Regions from separate parts of the Mus musculus genome. Here all the other regions are linked to region 1. The links are chromatin contacts, called in public Micro-C and promoter capture Hi-C maps. All regions are on one chromosome and are shown on one strand. The core of a region is the stretch at or near the end of the contact, and the rest is flanking DNA. Distances in the headings are between cores, read along the strand shown.

Region 1 (2,700 bases), core at 75-2,574:
TCAGAGTTTTCCAAAAGGCATCCCCCGCACTCCACCCTTGGGCCGCCAAATTCCTGGCTTGGCTGGAGTCTCGAGGCCATTTTGGAGATGTCTAGGGTGGGACGGGCGTATGAGAAGCCGTAACAGCTACTGTGCAGAGCTTCCGCCCGGTTCTGAGGCTTTCTCCAGCCCGAGCGGTCCTTGAGGGATTCAAGGCTTCTACCCAGGCCAGGCTGTCGCCCAGGCAGTCTTGGGAGGAGTCCAGGCGGTACCTGCACTGCCAACTCCACCTAGCCTTTCAGTTTCTAGGGTCCCCGCCCTGAGTTCCCACACTACGGCTTCAGGAGACCTGGGCAATCACACAACACTTCTTCCCTTGTCTGTGAGTCTCCTTCGCTAGCAAACACCGCCCTACTACTCAGGCAAGGGGCTCTCCTTGCCCCGGAAACGTCTGGAATGCCTCTCCCTAGTCTTTTCTTTCTACCCACCTGTAGCAGACTTTTGGGAGACACGAATCGAACGCTTTGTGGGTGCCAGAGCTGGGCTTAGAACCCAGACCCATCTCTGGCCCCGGGCTTGACCCAGGGATGAAGAGGAGGCGCGGAGGCCTTTCCTCTTTCCGAACTATTCATGCACCCCGGTCCCTGAACTCTCAGGGAAGGCGCATACAGTGGGCGCTCCGGCGTCGGGCAGGCCCCCTAGTGGATATTACCTGGGGCTAGGGGGACACAGGGTGATGGTGGTGGTGGTGGGTGTCCTGCAGGCCAGCGTCCAAATTCTCCTGTCCCCACCCCGCCCTCAGCGGACGTGTCGCGGCCGCACCCTAAGGACGTGCCGGGAAAGTTCGGGCGCGAAGAAGCAAAAGCGCGCACCGCCCCCGCCCCCACCTTGGTCAGCCGCAGACAATGGGAGCGCGGTATTTGCCCCACTACTCCGGAGTGCCCCGCGCAGGACTGTCCCCCCCGCAACCTCCCAGTTCCTGCCCCGCCAGCGTACGGGGCTCCAGGATCCAAGGGTATGGATGATCAAGGCGGAGGGGAGACGGAGGAAGGGGGAGCTAGAAGCATGCGGAGCTGGGAAGAAAAGAGGGCGCCAGGGAGCACTGCGGGCCCGGAAGCGCGCGGGACGAAAAGTGGGATCGGGCGGGGGTCGCGGACGGCGCGGGTCCTGGTCTCTCACTTTCTCGCGCCGCTCGCGCTCGCCATCCAGTTCGCGCTGCAGGCCTTGCGCGCGATCCTCTGCGTCGTCTGCCTGCTGCTGCAGGGCCTGGATCTTGCGCTTCACTGCCTCCAGTGAGTTGAGGCCGGCCATAGCTCAATCGTTCTGCTGGGCTCCGGCGACAGCTGGGCGGCCGCGCCCGGGCCCGCCAGCCTTGGCCACGCCGGGGCCGCCCCCGCCTCTCCCCGCCCCCCGGCCCTGCTGTCAGGCCCATGAGGTCACCCGGGCCGGCCGCGACGTCAGCACCGGGCGGGGGGTGGGTGGGAGGGGGTGGCTGACGTCGGTGCAGCTAGCCGCCTTTGCCCTGTGGGCTCCTCGTCCTCCCTCACTGCCCGCCCCGCCTGGCCCAGCGGCCGCGCACTTACCTGGGAGCCTTTATTCTCCGTCTGCTTTAGAGTCTTCTTTAAGTCTGTCAGGTCCTCGGAGTGCCTGTCCAGTTCGTCCTCCACGCATTTCAGTTTCTTCTGGAACTACGTCAGCTGCTCTTTCACCTGGGGACACAGAAGATAATGAGTCAGCCTAATGGTCCATTGCCCGGAGTTTGGGAGGCTGAGGCAGAAGGACTGGGAGTTTAAGGCCCTGCAAATGAACAAAGTCTTTATGAGCTGATGAGATGGCTCCATGGGTAGAGGTGCTTGCCACCAAGCCTAATGCCCAGAGTCCATTAATCTCACACATGCGCCCACATTAATGTAGAAAGTAAAAGGTTTATATAAAGAAGGTCTCATTCAGAGGACACAAGTTTGTGAAAGTAAAAAGTGTATATAGACAAGGTCTTGTACAGAGGACTCAGGTTGATTCCCAGCTCCTGTTCCAGGGGAGCCAACATTCTCTGCTTCCATGACCCCTTAGCATAGGCATGCATGCATGCAAAACACCCTCACATAAAATATAAAATACTCCCTCCACATACACAGAGCGGTAAGTGTGCATTACTGAATACAGAGGGATTTTACTCTTGACCTAAGGACTGGCCATTCTTGGACTCATAAGAGTCCCCACTCTCTTGAGGAAGTCATAGCTTTAGTTTGAAACACTACAAATTGGATTTTGCATTCTCACTTTCTGAATGCAGCTCTCAGGTGATCTCTGTTTAAGCAAAGTGGAGCCTATAGAAACTCCCAGTTTTGTAGGCAGAAACTTTCTGACCAGTGTGCAAGCCCTTTCCCCTGCTGAGAAACTTACCCTCAAGAGCCCCACATCCTGCTCCCACTCCAATCTGGCTCCCACACCTGGCTTTCAGGTCTGTCCTGGAAGAGACCCACTCTCAGGGACCAATTCCCCTCTAAGATCAAATTTTCACTCCTCTAACTTTTGCACATTTGTTAGGCATCTGTTTTTTTGTTTGTTTGTTTTTGTTTTTGTTTTTGAGACAGGGTTTCTCTGTGTAGCCCTGGCTGTCCTGGAACTCTGTAGACCAGGCTGGCCTCGAACTCGGAAATCCGCCTGCCTCTGCCTCCCAAGTGCTGGGATTAAAGGCGTGTGCCACCACCGCCTGGCATG
Region 2 (2,700 bases), core at 16-2,515, 1.3 Mb after region 1:
TCCACAAACTGAAACACCACGCCGAGAGTTGTGTGCCTTTCCTTTTGTGCTTCTCAAAGTCCACCACACGGACGGGGAGCCAGCTCCGGCTGCTGTTAGGGTGAGGATGGGGCAGCGCCTCTTCCCGCAAAGCCATCTTTCCTGCTCTGCATTCCCGCTCACAGTAATAGACTCCTCGAACTGAACCTTCTGCTTTCTTTCCTACAGGGCCATGCCTGCCATTCCAGCGCCTGGGACAATGAGGCAGGGGGACCAGTTCAGGGTCATTCACGGCTCCAGAAACTCCAAGGATGACCGGATGTGGCAGTAACTGTGTCAGAGATGCACAAAATCCTAAGTATTGCAGACTAAGATGAAGTTAATCGTCAATGAAGCAACAGAAGCATCAAAAAAGAACTAGGGGAGGGGGGAGTAAAGAAAAGCAAAAGATTAAGCAGTGCCAGTCGGCTTCAGCAACAAGGCGGGGGCTGACTCGGGCAGCAGCGGACGCCGAGCAGCTGGGATCTCTCTGTGTAGCCCTGGCTGTCCTGGAACTCACTCTCTGTAGACCAGGTTGGCCTCGAACTCAGAAATCCGCCTGCCTCTGCTTCCCGAGTGCTGGGATTAAAGGCGTGCGCCACCACCGCCCCGCGCCGGCTTGTGATTTATTTAGCAATTCAGTTATGTTCAATTATTTTTGAGATAGTGTCACTTTCGGCCTAGGTCTGCAGTCAGTCCTTCTGCTTCGGGCCCCATAGTGCTGGAATGAATGACACCATGACGGCCATGTCGGTTGCATTTAGTCTAATCCAACTTCTACTCCGTCTGACCCTCAGTTTCCCGACTCAGACAGGGCAAGGGATGTCTTCTCACTTTTGCCCTGAGTTGGAGGAGCCATTGGCCTGACAAAGAGCCCAGAGCAGCCAGGCCCGCACCCCGGGTGGGCCACTGACGCCCCCTGGTGGCACAGCAACCACATCCCGGCCGTCGCCACAGGGCTGGGGCCGGCCTCCCCATCTTTTCTCCGGGCAGCGGCCATCTTGGTGAGGTCACCGTTATGGAGTTTAGCGTTTATCTTCCGTTTTTGTTCACCAATATCTGAGATGGGCCGATAACGTGTTATTCTTGAAAACATTTTGCTTGGAAAGAAGGAGAGCTGGCAACACTGGTTTAGTATTTTGGCTCAGAGAAAAACTCCTACAGACTCTACCAAGATGGCGGCATTCGAGAACGTCATGAGTAGAGCGCCACCGAAAGTTGAGTACGCAGGCGCGGCGACGTCATTGACACGCGACCGAGCCGGTGCCGGGGGAAGAGGTAGGAACGGCTGTGGCGCGGGCGGAGCCGGGTTGCGGGGCACGCTGGGCGGGCGCGGCTCGGCCTGGGGGTCCTGCCGGCGGGAAGGCGGAACTGGAGATGGGGTGCCCGGTGGTGGGTGCTCCCAGCGCGCAGGCGCAGAAGCTCGCGGGGAGTTCAGCCAGTTTCCGGCCCAGGTCGAGCCGGGAGGGCTTCCTGGAGGAGGAGGAGTAGGAGTTTTCTGTCACTTTCCTCCTGCCGCGCGGCCTGGCAGTCATGGGGAACCACGTAGGCACTTTTCGAAGGGGATTATTTAGAGTCCTGGGCTCATTTTGTAGTCTAGGCTGCCTCGAACTCAGTGTAATTCTCCTACTTCAGCATTGCTAAGTGCTGGAATCACAGGCGTGGGCCCACGATGCCCGGCCTCGGACCCTAGGTAGGTCCGGAAACTGAGGTGGTGGTGCGGATCTGATCAGGTCCCTAGTGAGGAGGGTCCTTTGCTGTCCGTGCTCGCGGACTCCTTAATGCCCCCAACTTGCTGATGACGATGGTTTGTTAAATGACATATATACAGTAGACATTCAGTCAGGAAGATTCTGAGTTCCAGGATAGCCTGGGCAAGATACCGAGGCTCTTTCTGGATACAAATGACTCCGGATACCCACTCCACACCCACACACCCACAACGCCACCACCAAATGCCTTAAAGAGAAATTTCCGGTCTGGGAACGTCAGGAGCTCTTGGTCGGCCTTCTCTGGTGCTACACCTGAACTGGTTTCTTTCTTTCTTTCTTTCTTTCTTTCTTTCTTTCTTCCTTTCTTTCTTTCTTTCTTTCTTTCTTTCTTTCTTTCTTTCTTTCTTTCTTTCTTTCTTTCTTTCTTTCTTTCTTTCTTTCTTTCTTTCTTTCTTTCTTTCTTTCTTTCTTTCTTTCTTTCAAGATTTATTTATTATATGTGTGTACACTGTAGCTGTCTTCAGACACTCCAGAAGAGGGCATCAGATTTTTGTTACGGATGGTTGTGAGCCACCATGTGGTTGCTGGGATTTGAACTCAGGACCTTTGGAAGAGCAGTCAGTGCTCTTAACCACTGAGCCATCTCACCAGCACCCTGGTTTGTTTCTTGAGGGATGCTCTGTATGGCCTAGGCTGGCCTGGAGCTTAGAGGTATCCACCTGTCCCAGCGTGGCAGCCATGCCTCTAGTCCCAGCCAGCCTTGCCCTGAAGTTTCAGCAGGAGTTTATTGGGTTAGAAGAGAAACATGAGCCCAGCATAATGCTGCATGCCTGTCATCCTGCTGAGGCAGGAGGATGGAAAGTTTCAGGCTGGGTGTGAGGTCCTGAGGGCAGGGCTGGTGGGTGTATTTGAAGGCTCAAACGAGGCAGGTGTGCCTCTCACAGGGAAGACCTAGTGAGGAGCTTGGGAG
Region 3 (2,700 bases), core at 79-2,578, 1.4 Mb after region 1:
CGTTTCCATCCCCACCTTCCCCCGCCGCGCTCGGCCCCGGGGCGGGGGGAGTGGCCGCGGCCTCCCCGGGGGGCCCCGTATGCCCCCCAGTCCGCTGCCCGTACAGACCGGCTCCGATGCCGGCCGCTCTGCCCCGCGCCGCCCGCGCGCACTCTTATAGCCTCGGCCCCCGCGATGAGCTCACCGCCCCCGCTCGCCATTGGCGCGAGGTGACGTCGTTGATTTGCATAAAGGGGCGGGAGCGGGACGCCCTCGCCTGGTGGCGGCCGCTGTTGCCAAGAGCGACGCTCGCTACATGGCACAACAACGCGCTGCATTGTGGGTTGACGTCATGGGGGTGGGGCTGAACGCGGTTTGGCCGGGTCACCACGCCCAGCTTGGATTGCCGGGCAGGCTCTGTCCCTACCCTGCTGTTTCTTGCCTCTCCTCCCTTTCTCTTCCTCCCCTCTTTACTTCCCTCTAGATCTTGCCTCTCTGTTTCTCAAACTGGACCTCATCTGTGCGTCTATCTCTCCCCTGTCTCTGGCACTTCTGTGGCGTGATGTGTGGAGCCTCATAAACCCAGGCCCTCTGTGAAGCCACGCCCCGCGTCACGCCCACCGAAGGCACGCCCCTCGGGGGCCGGGCGCCGGCCAGGGTTCCTCCGGCTGGGAGCTGGCAGGTGTGGGCAGGAAGGGGGAGGCAGAGGAGGGTCCCTTGGAGAGTCCCCACAACTACTTAGCTCCTTGTCAGTTTCACAGGGTGGAGTCGAACGCCCTAAAAGCTGACCTCCTGCCTTTTCCTTGGGGAAACTGAGGATGGGATGTGTGGAGTCCAACTGCAGCCAGGGTAGCCATCAGTTGTAGGTTTTTTTCTTGATCTCGGTGAAAAAAAATTTTTTTAATCTTTGTTTTGGGTCAAGACAGGATCTCATCCTCTAGACTCCGCTATTCATGAACTTAACTTCAGTCCCCCTGTTTCATATTCCCAAGTGTGGCAGTAACAGGCCTGAGTCTCTTAACCTCGGCCTACAGATCTCGGTTTTTATTTTACATGCTGGTGTGTTTGTCTGTGTGGTTGTGTATCTGTGTTTGTCTGTGTAGGTATCTGTGCTTTGTGTGTGTGTGTGTCCAGGAAGGTCAGAGGAGAGTTGGGAGTCTGTTCTCCCCGGTGTGGCACTCTGGCTGTCCGACTTGGGTGCAGTCACGTTTACTTTCTAAGCCTACCCTATGGCCCTGGATTGGGACGTTTTGAAACAGAATCTCACTCTGTACCCCAGAATGACCTCCCGAACCCCCCAAAATCTCACCTCAGGCTTCTGGATGACTAATATATGCCATTGTGCCTTGCTTCGGTTTCAGTTATTAGGACACCCTGTACCCTAGCTGACCAAGACTGAGGGTGATTTCACTGCCTCAACGTGAAAGACGTGCCCATCACCTCATCTTAGCATGAGATTTGAGTCTTGGGTTTGTTGAGTTTTACTTTGTGTTTTGAGCAAGGATCTCTCACCTTCCAGCTGGGGCTGGCTGGGAACTTACAGATGTGGACCTGCTAAGTGCTAGAGTTAAAGGGCACTATGCAAAAGCTGTAACCCAGGTTGACCTGGGGCTCCTGCTGATGGAAGTTCTGGGGTGAGCTTGTGGGGTTTTTTTTGTTTTGTTTTGTTTTTGCCTTTGTTTTGAGACAGAATTTTTCTGTAGCTCAGGCTAGACTTGAGAAGTGATCCTTCTGCCTTCTATGTGCTGTAAGGACAGGCATTTACCACACATTTGTCCTCCCAAGGACAGAACTAGGGTGCCAGGCCTCTGGACAGCCATGGCAGTACACGTTTTTACTCTTGACTCTTCTAGAGCCTGAGGTGGGTCCCAGAGTGGAGCCTGCAAATGAGAATCCGGACTGGTAATTACCCTCTTAATTAGTACAGTATGCCACCAGGCCTGATGCAGGCTTTTCTGCTTGCTGGGAACGGAGGTGGAAGAGGTGGGAGCAACAAGTCCCAGCACACTCAACACAACCCTTAGAAGACCAGAGAGGAGTCTCATCCCTTCTCTGTGACTCCTCTCCAATCTGTACCCCATTGGAGCTCCTTTGCACCTCAGGACCTTCGCCCAGGCCATTGAGGCCTCAGAGGGTTCTCCCCCCTCCCCCCAAACCCCCGCCCGAGCCTTGACCAGTTGTTGCCTCAGAGAGCCACACACCCAGGTTTTATCCCCTTTTGTAGGCAAGTGACCATCCAGAAAGATAGAGTGGACTCTCCCCTCACCACACACGTGGGGTTTGCGCTTCGCGAGCCATATCCCAGCCAGCACCCCCTCCCCCGCCCCCCGCCAAACGACTGAGCCAGCTAGTGCTGGCCCAACGCCAGCCAGCCCCCGGCGCCAGGCCTGCCTCTCCCCGGGGCCGTACGGAGCTTGGCGGAGCGCGCGAGGCTCCGCCCTGACCTTGGGACTTGGCCTTGGCGGGTGGGGGATGGGCGGGCGTGCGCTCTGGAGGCGGTGGTTTGAGCTGACTGGGGACAGGTTTACGTACCAAATTAAGTTTTACCTCTGTTGAGACTCACTTTCCCTATCAGGCAAGGAGAGCATTTTGTAGTGGCATGGAAAATGTAAAGAAATAGTAAGACCTGAACATTTTTGGTTGCTTTTCGAGACAGGGTTTCTCTGTGTAGCCCTGGCTGTCCTGGAGCTCACTCTGTAGACCAGGTTAGTCTCGAACTCA

What was found. Promoter capture Hi-C pulls out the DNA fragments that hold promoters and counts their contacts. Hi-C and Micro-C count contacts between places; a contact is called where the count stands out from the background.
Region 2: a promoter capture Hi-C map of neural stem cells shows a contact between it and region 1. The contact joins the promoter of Ccdc124 here to the promoter of Tpm4 in region 1. A contact is called at or near these places in 1 of 39 promoter capture datasets (neural stem cells), 1 of 115 datasets of contacts at active chromatin or transcription factors (extraembryonic endoderm stem cells) and 1 of 9 other capture datasets (adipose tissue).
Region 3: a contact with region 1 is called in a Micro-C map of embryonic stem cells, with 5 times the contacts expected there. The contact joins the promoter of Jund here to the promoter of Tpm4 in region 1. A contact is called at or near these places in 2 of 484 Hi-C or Micro-C datasets (CD4 T cells and embryonic stem cells).

The regions. Positions count from the first base shown.
Region 1 is chr8:72,133,912-72,136,611 of GRCm38.p6, reverse strand. It overlaps Tpm4 (tropomyosin 4), which reads right to left and starts at 1,324. Exons shown (of 8, transcript NM_001001491.2): 1 at 1,159-1,324. The coding sequence starts at 1,290.
Region 2 is chr8:70,872,055-70,874,754 of GRCm38.p6, reverse strand. Ccdc124 (coiled-coil domain containing 124) reads left to right here and starts at 1,265. Exons shown (of 5, transcript NM_026964.3): 1 at 1,265-1,296.
Region 3 is chr8:70,696,367-70,699,066 of GRCm38.p6, reverse strand. It overlaps Jund (jun D proto-oncogene), which reads right to left and starts at 1,328. Exons shown (of 1, transcript NM_010592.5): 1 at 1-1,328. The coding sequence starts at 9.